Linked DNA regions of Mus musculus: all the other regions are linked to region 1. The links are chromatin contacts, called in public HiChIP or PLAC-seq maps. All regions are on one chromosome and are shown on one strand. The core of a region is the stretch at or near the end of the contact, and the rest is flanking DNA. Distances in the headings are between cores, read along the strand shown.

What was found. HiChIP or PLAC-seq counts read pairs in DNA pulled down with a chosen protein or histone mark.
Region 2: a contact with region 1 is called in an H3K27ac HiChIP or PLAC-seq map of large pre-B cells, with 3 times the contacts expected there. The contact joins the enhancer-like site here to the promoter of Wdr4 in region 1. A contact is called at or near these places in 7 of 115 datasets of contacts at active chromatin or transcription factors (bone marrow-derived macrophages, embryonic forebrain, embryonic hindbrain and 4 more) and 1 of 9 other capture datasets (liver).
Region 3: a contact with region 1 is called in a FOXA1 HiChIP or PLAC-seq map of pancreatic cancer cells. The contact joins the enhancer-like site here to the promoter of Wdr4 in region 1. A contact is called at or near these places in 8 of 484 Hi-C or Micro-C datasets (B cells, CD4 T cells, the N1E-115 cell line and 5 more) and 4 of 115 datasets of contacts at active chromatin or transcription factors (bone marrow-derived macrophages, embryonic stem cells, pancreatic cancer cells and 1 more).

Annotation. Positions count from the first base shown.
Region 1 is chr17:31,510,996-31,514,128 of GRCm38.p6, reverse strand. Wdr4 (WD repeat domain 4) reads left to right here and starts at 1,642. Exons shown (of 11, transcript NM_021322.2): 1 at 1,642-1,962. The coding sequence starts at 1,745.
Region 2 is chr17:31,032,032-31,035,164 of GRCm38.p6, reverse strand. No RefSeq gene overlaps it. Among named protein-coding and RNA genes, the nearest start is that of Abcg1, 24 kb to the left of the region's middle. Within about 2 kb of position 1,459, at least 52 of the 459 cell types and tissues checked have an H3K27ac peak or open chromatin away from gene starts, as enhancers often do. A contact at or near this core is called in forebrain and pro-B cells, where this site is marked.
Region 3 is chr17:31,872,800-31,875,932 of GRCm38.p6, reverse strand. No RefSeq gene overlaps it. Among named protein-coding and RNA genes, the nearest start is that of Gm30509, 3.3 kb to the right of the region's middle. Within about 2 kb of position 1,717, at least 67 of the 459 cell types and tissues checked have an H3K27ac peak or open chromatin away from gene starts, as enhancers often do. A contact at or near this core is called in the N1E-115 cell line and pancreatic cancer cells, where this site is marked.

The DNA.
Region 1 (3,133 bases), core at 393-2,892:
ATGTAGCCTTGATTAGCCTGGAATTTGATATGTAAACCAGGCTGGCCTTAAACTTGGAGCCACCCAGCCTTGCTCTTTTATTTTTAATATTTTTTATTGAGAATGCCACACATACATATTTATTTTTGATAAAGTTCACCCTTCATTACTTCCCTGTCCTTGCCACCACTACTCCTTCCCGATGGTGCACTTATGTATGTGCACGTTTATGTATGCGTGTGTGTGTGTGTGTGTGTGTGTGTGTAACTCACTGAATCCATTTAGGGCTGCCAGCATATGCAAGATCATGGGTCACGTGGCTTCTCAGAAGTTGTATCCTTGAAGAAAGCTGACTTTCCCTCTCCCAGGAGCTATCAGCTGCCAGGGACTTCTCAGTTATATTTAAATGAGAGCCCATCTTTTATTTTATTTTATTTTTTGTGGGGAGGGGGTAGTTAAAGCACCACCAACTGATGCAAGGCAAACCGGGGTAGTTGTGGGTAGTTTAACACGAAGAAAGGCTTCTGGGTTCTGGATTTCCTAAGGACAGGAAGTAAGGGGTGAAAATCCATTCAAAGGGCGCATTCTTCAAAGTAATCTAGAGGGTTCTGGAAAAGGAGAGGCACCTAAGAGGGCAGATCTCAGGCCCAGTTAAGGTGTAACCTGCTTATGAGTACTAAGAAGTCTGCCCAGTGGGCTTCAGCCGTGTGACAGCCTGATGCCATCATCACATTAGCGTTTGTCTCGCGTGAGCTATTGCATACCTGGGCATGGGCCTGCCTGTCCTCAGTGTCAGCACTGTATAAGAGGGCATGGTGACAGAGGAGCTCAGTGGTGCCTTAGTATTAGGTTATTGCTTTATAGTCCTGCGAAGGGGTTCCATTTCTCATTGCTATGGCGTTGGATAAGCTCAAGACCTGACTTCTCTGATACGATTTTGTTTCACCCATGATTTAACTTAATTGCATCTGTAGGTGGTGATTTCATTTGCACGAGAGATTTTTTTTACTGTTTGTTTGTTTGTTTATAGACAGGGTTTCTTTGTCTAGCCCTGGCTATCCTGGAACTTGTTAGACCAGGCTGGCCACAAACTCAAGAGATCTGCCTGCTTCTGCCTCCCAAGTGCTGGGATTAAAGACGAGTGCTACCACCTCCCAGCTTGTACAAGTAAAATGAAGAGTCGTTCTGACTCAGTTTCAGGTAAAAATGGAGCCAATTGCTGCTTTATAAGTTAGACTCACTCAGAGAACTGCACAACCTTAAGATAGCAGTTGTACACAGCATAGTAAGTGTGACTTTGAAACAGGACACTGATCAGATCAAAGAGTTTACTTTCACTAGGGTGTGTTGGGTGGGTGGGGCAAATAAACCATCTTTTTAGGAGCTGCCTTGGAGGTTCACATCCAACCTATAAGAGACCACAATATTCTGGACGTCGTGAGTCACTGGGATGGATGGAACGAGTCTTTTGGTGATCTGGGCAGGCACACCGTTAGACTCGTTTGACAGCTGGGGGTCCAAGAGGTGTTTGTCTTAAATGAGCACATTTCCAGTGACTCGTACGCATTCATGGCTACATATTGGGCCTGGCCATCCAATTCTGATGCCACACAGCAGTTTTTTGTTGTTATTTTTTTTAAACCGGCACACAATGAGTACCAGACCCCGTCCAAGAGAAGCCACCTAACCTGACAGGCAGAAAAGTCAATCACCAAAGGCAGGTGGAGGGATCTACAGCATCAGCACCTCCGGGCACCGAAATCAAATGAGACTACGCCCTGCGCGCATGCTCCTGGACGGCACGCCGTTCGCGCGGCGCCGAGTGACATCACTGACAAGCGCCAACAGGAAGGGCGCAGCGCGTCGCACGTGTCCGGAGGCGGCGGGCGGGCCCATGGCGAGCTCTGCGGGGCTGGCACTGTGCGCCCAGACGCTGGTGGTGCGAGGAGGCAGCCGGTTCCTAGCCTTCTCCACTACGGGCAGGTAAGAGGCCCGGGCTGAGGGCAGCGGGGCCGGCGCGGCAGTGTTCTGTGTCCTCCCGGATTCCCTGTCCTCGGCGCCTCTTCACCACGGCGCAACGCCCCGTAACCTGCCCGGCGGGTCCCGGGCGCTCTCTCTGTTCAGAGTAGGGGTACTTCCGGACTCTGAGGCGCCTGCGCTGCGCTGGGAGGGCTAAGTCACGTGGGTGTCGCATTGCCCAGGCTTCTAGGGGGTCCTGGTGTTCAATTTTGGCCCGCTTGGCACCTCCCTGATGAGGGTCATATATTAGGGAACCCTAAAGGTTTTCTCACTGAGCACAAAACATGCTCTATCTTTGGTCTGCGTCTTGCAACCGGGCTCTAGTTGCTCTTAAGGGATTTTGGGTTCTTAACCCGACTCCTCCCAAAGGCAGGACGCACGCAGAACCTGAAGTGAGCATCTCCCTAAAGACCCTTCACACGACATAAAGTTTTGCTTTATGTTATTTCTGTCTTTATGTATACGTTGTGCTCGGTCAAAGGATTCTTTGAGCAAGTAGTTGATTACCACGAGCCTAGAGGATCAGTGGCAGTCCGTATCGGCTTCTTTTTTTCCCCTTCCCGTTTAGTTTTGGTACATGTGAAGATTAGGAACGTTCCTCAATTTGTGCCTTTTGGGGAATGCCATTGGCCAACAAAGTTTCAGACTTGGAAAATGACTCTTCTTTCTGCAGTTGAGTGTTTAACTGGAGAAGTCTTTGGTGCCTGCCACTTTATAGGTTGTCAGGGTACAGGGTCAGAGCAAAAGAAGGGAGCTTAAGTTCTGATTTGGAAAGTGTTTGATTCCCACATGAGTAAGAGCCTGGAGCTCACGGGGGCAGGTGAGACTTGTTTCTGAATTCTGTAAAGACAGCCTCAGCAGTTATAAATTTGGGAGGAAAGCCGAGTTGAAAAATAATACCAGAGGGCTTGAAGAACTGGCTGTTCTTCCAGAGGTCCCGAGTTCAATTCCCAGCAGCTACATGGCGATTTATAACCATGGATAATGAGATCTGGTGCCCTCTTCTGGTATGCAAGCATACATGCAGGCAGAACACACACACGCACATGCACACATATATAATAAATTAATTAAAAAATCAGAACTGGTGGGGTAATGGGGGATGGAGGTGGAGGTGGTAGGGGCAGCGGTACTG
Region 2 (3,133 bases), core at 210-2,709, 480 kb after region 1:
TTCAGAAACACTGTTGCCAAAATGTTTCCGTTCTACAATCTATCTATCTATCCATCTATCTACTTCTTTATTTTAGAGTTTCCTGTATCCCAAGAGAGCTTGAGGCCAGCTATGTAGCTGAAGGTAACTCTGAACTCCTGTCTCTCCCGCCCCCACATCCTGAGTGCTGGGATTCAGGCCAGCACACCCAGTTTTATAGGGTAGTGAAGATGGAGCCAAGGGCTTAGTGCTCACCAGGCAAGCACCTTCTCTGAACAGAGGCACATTCCTAGGCCACAGTTCTGGTGTCCTTTAAAAGCGCTCCTCACTTGCAGCTCCCCCTTACAACACTGAGTGTTTCAACAGGAGCTTCCCTGTAAGTAGTCTTTGGGGTGTTGAGAGATGCTTCAAATACTCAAAGATAGTGGGAGCCCTGGGGATTTCAGTACTCAGGATGCCCCGCTATGAATGGTTCCTTAGTAGCCTCTGCTCAGCATTGACAGGGAAGACAATCTAATATCGTCTACCAGCCTGTGACGGGCTCTCTGAAGAGCTGAGTGTGCAAAGTGCTGAACTCAGCTAGGAAGATGAGCTCCTGACTTTGCAGATGTCGTCTTGGCACTGAAACCCACTTTCATGCTTTCGTATTTTAAAGGAACCTTTAAGTCACTTCACTGAGCTCAACACATGTGAGAGAATGTCATACGGGGCATGTGTCTGAAGGAAGGAGGGACAGGTGGTTCCAAGATGGGAGATAGAAGAGGAGAACGCCCTCCCTAACCTTTCCTGCCAGCCTTATCTGACCTCCCCTTGGAAGTTCTCAGGGGCAGCCACAGCCTCAGCTGTGCAGGGGAAGATACTCGTTATCCGGGAGCCCCTTCTAAGCACCAGCTGCTGGTTGGCACAATGGAGGTCATGTGATCTCAAGCTGAGAACACTGGTTTCTCATTTGGCCTTATCACTCTGGCTCCTGGCAGCCTTTCTCTTCCCATGGAGGAGAAACAGTCACCCTCTGGGGCTCTTTCTACCCACAAAATCCAGGGCAGGCCCTGGCTGATTTGACAGTGAGCAGCAGTGGGGAGGGGGCGGTGCAGGGGTGGGGGAGGTGGGGGCGCTGACCTCCCCAGAAGGCCAACCTTTGCTTTCTCTGGCCCTAGGAGAATATGAATACAGATCTCAGTTTACTCTCCTCCTAAGTAGGGGATGCTTGTTAACTGTTTCCACCTCTGAAAACCTCCTTACCCCACACTGGGCCGTCCCTGTGTTTGCTGAACAGCCCAAATTGTTAGAGCTCAATCCCTGCTCTGTTTTGCCAGGACTGGAGCAGTCCCTGGGATGCTACAATTGTAGCAGTAAAGCCATGCAAGGTGTCTGTTGCATCATTCTTATTTCACAGAGAAGACAGCCAGGGGCCCACAGCTTGTCAGAGCATGGGGTGATGAGGCAGCCAGATCCTGGGCGCCAGCTCTCTTAGCCACTCCACAATGGGCCTCCTTTTTCTTAGATATAAAAATGCTGACACGTCGAGGTGTTTTTCTTAGCAGTCTAGACTCAAGCTGCTTCAAGTACATCCTGAAGACACTGGTGCACATGTGAATAAGCTATGTCTACAGCCCACCAGAGGGGCACTTTTCTCCTCCGGGGCCTGGGCTCCAGCAGCCATAGTCTCTACAGGCCCATTCTCTTCCTTGTTCTGCCTCCTACATATACAGCTCCACCAGGTGCCTGACCCTCCCCTGCTCAGGCCCCAGGACCTCCCGAACCTGATTCCTGTTCCCCACAAAGCAGCTTCCAACCCTGGGAGGCTAACACCTGCTCAGTCACCCAATGGGGATAACAAAGGTTGAGTTGTTCAGAACACAAAAGAAAGAGGAAACTCCCTTAGTCCTGAGCTGCATGCCACCTGCATAACAGGAAACTAAAATTGAAGTAAAAACAAGGCTTTTTTCCTTTCTTTTTAATAAAATGACATGTAACAATTGTAAATATTTATGGGGCCAAAGATGCAACTTTGATGTATGCAAAATCCATATTTAAGATTTATTTATTTATTTATTTATTTATTTTATACGAGTACACTGTCACTCTCTTCAGACACACCAGAAGAGGGCATCCGATCCCATTACAGATGGCTGTGAGCCACCATGTGGTTGCTGGGAATTGAACCCAGGACCTCTGGAAGAGCAGTCAGTGCTCTTAACCGCCAAGCCATCTCTCCAGCCAAAATTCATATTTAGATCAAATCAGAGGTTTGTGGCTGTAGCTTGGTGCTTGAGGCACACATCCTGTGTCCAGCATCAAACAACAAAACCAAAAGCGAAGGATGGAGTGCGTTAATTAGCATATCTGTGGCCTCAACATCCGTCCTTTCCTGGTGGCAAGGCTAGAATTAATGATTTTCAAATATGTTGTATCAGTGATGAGTTCAGCAAGCTGCCAGGCAGGGGCTTCTGGAACTTGTCCCTCTTCTCTCTTGTCTCTTAATTTCCCAAGTACATGCATAGAGCAAACCAATTTGGTGAGTGCGGTGGCTAGTGTGAATCGTCTACTTGATCAATCTAGAATCACCCAGGACACAGAGCTCTGGGCACGTCTGTTTACCTTGATTATATTCATTGAAGTAGGAAAGCCTGCCAGCTATGGGTGGTGCCATTCCCTGGCTAGGATCCCAGACTACATGAATGAAGAGAGAGACCTGAAGAGCAGTAGGCATTCACCTCTCTACTCTGACTGTGGATGTGTTGTGATCAGATGCTTCAAGCTCTTGCTGCCTTGACTTGCCTTCAGCGATGGACTGTGATACCTTGAACTGTGAGCCAAAATAAATCTCTCCCTGAAATGGCTTTTGTTCATGTTTCCTCACAGCAACAGGATAGGAAGCTAAGAGAATGTATAGACAGTGTGTATCACCCCACACTTGTCTGTTGGAACCTTAATTCCCAATGTGTTAGCATTTGAGTGAGGGCCTTTGGTGGCCATTGGGCTGCAGTGGACCTCCATGAAGATGAAGAGACATCAAAAATGTTGTTCATTCACTCTTCTCCATGTCATGAGGACACAGCAAAAAAACCAGTGGAATGGGTCAGGATCTGAACCTGGCCCTGCTGTGCCACCCAACATTGGCCTTTGTCTTAGTTGGGTTTTATTATTGTGA
Region 3 (3,133 bases), core at 468-2,967, 360 kb before region 1:
CTGTGGAATTCACAATGATTTCTGCCTGATGTGTCCTGCCCCAGGGTGCTCTGCAAGTTTCTGGCTGTCAGGGATGCCAAACTATAGCACATAACATGGCTCAAATTGGTGGCTTTGTATGTGAGACAGCCATCACCGGTCCCCTGAGGCACCCGGTGTTCAAGTCATCTGTTTGTCCCCTCGGGATGCAGAGTCAGAACTACCCCATCTCGAGCCTGGCATGCCACTGGACCTCAGCTGGAGTGAGTTGCAGAACGCATCAAAGAACGTCTGTCAGACCACACTGGAACTTCTTGGAAACCTAGACTGACTTCTCAGGAATTTGCATTTTGTTTCAATTTAGATTTTAATGAGCCAGACTTCCTCAGGTGGGTTCCCCCAGGAAACCCCAGTGGTCACACTGGAGGAGATGCAGCTGCCGATGGGATTTTCCCAGCATGCTCTGCCTGGCTGGGCCGAAAGACAGACAGATAGTGCTATGACTAGAGATAAGGGGATACCCAACACTGGGCTTCCTCTCAAGGCCTCTCTGGAGGCAGAGAATTACTTTCAGCAACCGGGGATGGCTTCATCACCAATCTGAATTCTAGCACATTCCGTAGCTCTAGCACAGATAAAGCAGCCATTAATTCTAGCTGACATCATTTCCAGCTTCAGATGGGATCAATGGGCTCAGCCCTGGGAAAGGAAGAGACAGACAGTATTTGAGAGTGGTAGTGCTAAGTCCTTGAAAAGGGCCTTGCGTGGACAAAGGGGCTGACTGGAGCTTCGTTTCTGCCTCCCTTGCCCACACCACCCATCTGGTCTCTGGGTCATCCCTTCTTGGTAAACTTCTGCTGTCTGGATGAGCCAACGAGGCAGAGGAGAGGCCAGTGCTCGTCCCAGTATGGCTCTGACTTTGGGGTCAAAACAGGCCAGACACCAGGAGACCCATGTGGCCCTGTAACCCTCACCTTGCCCTGAGCTTTGCCTGTGCTGTCCACACAGAACTTGGCTTAGTGCAGGGCCCCCAAAGGGCAGGTCTGAGCCTGGACACGGGGTAAAGGAAGATGGTTTTGGAATCCATCCCAGGGATCCAGTCGATCCCCGACAGGCATGTGGAGACAGACGGACAGATGGACACGGGGTAAAGGAAGATGGTTTTGGAGTCCATCCCAGGGATCTAGTCGATCCCCGACAGGCATGTGGAGATAGACGGACAGAGAAGCTTCGAGAACAGCTGACTGCTATGTGCCACAGCGTCTGCACTCCGGGGCCCCAGGGAGGAATTGGTAGAGCTCTGTTTTACAGCCCTACAGTGATGGCAGGCAGACATGACCAGCTCCTAGTCCTGCTGGCTGGCCATTGTTCTTGGGGTCTTAGACTGGCTGAGTGCAGACTGCCATCAAGCAGGGACATATGGGCACAGAGCAAATAAAACCATCTTCTTTTACCTCATTAGCAACACCTGTGCCCCTTTGTGTGGCTCTGGGTCTGTCCAAGTTAATAAACTGCCCAGGGCTGATGGGGTAGGAGAAGGCGGGCCACAAAGGATAGGGCAGTCTGGAAGCGGAGAAAGAACTTCTCTGATGGATGTGTGTGTGTCACCATCCCTTGGCCAAAACAGTACCTAAAGTGTCCTGCTTTGCCATGCGGACTGGTCACTAAGAGGGACTTTTGGCCTAGTTGCCTGGAGCTCTCCCTCCGCTTGTGTCCAGGGGGCGGGGCTCTCTGCTGCTGCCACTTTCCTGGATCTTATTTTGCTGTGGAGTTTAGTACACAGTGCTGACCCTCGCCCTCCCTGCTGCTTTGTCACATCCAACATGATGATCTCACCCTTTCCTGTTCGTTTCCAATTAGTCTGATTCATCCTGACCTCTCCACGGGTCACCCCAGCAATTGGGTGCTCTCTCGAGGCTCCAGGCTAAATAAAAGAAACATTCTTACCCTCATTTGGTACATTATATGCGTAAGTGTCTATACGTGAGTGGGGTTGGGTGTTTTGCAAGTCTAGATATACACACGGCAACACACACGTTCACGGCCACTGACATAGAAACACAAAGCACACAAACAGTCCTGCGTATGTACAAACATACCCGTATGTACACAGATTCATGGGTGCACACAGAAATGCAAACATGGAAACAGGCACAGAGGCTCCTCTGTGTACTATCCATTAGACAGTGGCCTTGTAAGCCAACTAGGCTGCAGTCCAGGTACCAAAGCTAGCAGCAAACATAGTACCATGGTGTGGGCTGACGTCCTCGGAGACCCCCAGGAAGCACCTGGTTGTCCCTAGCCTTACACGGGGCTTTCTCGAACCGAGGATCCAAGGCTTCCCCATAAAAGGAGTCTTGCAGAGTTGATGATGCCTGCCACATCCTGTCCAACACTGACTTCTACAACAGACAGGGTGCTGGGAACAGGGGACCCTCTTGAACTGGTGAAGGTACTTGCTGGGAGACTCATGGTGACTGAGTGTACCACGCTCATTCTATAGGTGACTTGGCTCCTCAGTGTCCCAGCCCCCAACCTCACACTAACCAATGACTTCAAACTGAGTCTCTCTCTCTCTCTCTCCCATTACTCCTTCAAAGTGTTTGTGGTTTGGTGGCTTTAGTGTGGCATGTCTTGTTCGGGGCCCCTCCCCTACAGGGCATAGGAAGGCCAGCATCTGTTTCAGTCCTGTGTGGGTAGAGAGCAGTAGAGGGCATCAGCCCAGAGATCTGAGGAACTACAGATAAAAAGAGAGAGAGGACAGACAGCTAGACCCTGAGGCTACCCACTGCTAGCGTTCCCCAAACGAACACATTCCAAGTGTCTGTGCCTTGCCTCATTCACCTAGTAGTGTGTGACTCTGCATGGGACTCACAAGAGAAGCCACACTGTCCCAGTCTCCCTCAGAGGTGACACTGGAACCCACCCCTGAGAGAGCAGGTTGCTCACCTTCGAGAAGGAGCTCCTTGAAGCCTCCTTCCACCTGCTTCTGGCTCCCTGTGTTTCTGTGTGAGCCAGGGGTGCGGTGTGAAGCTGTGCCCACAGGGCACACTATCGTAGAGGCCCTCGGTTACTAGCATTTGGGAGATTCCCTGGTTACGTTTCTTTCCCCTCCCCTCCCTCCCTCTCTCTTCATTCCTTCCTTATATTATTT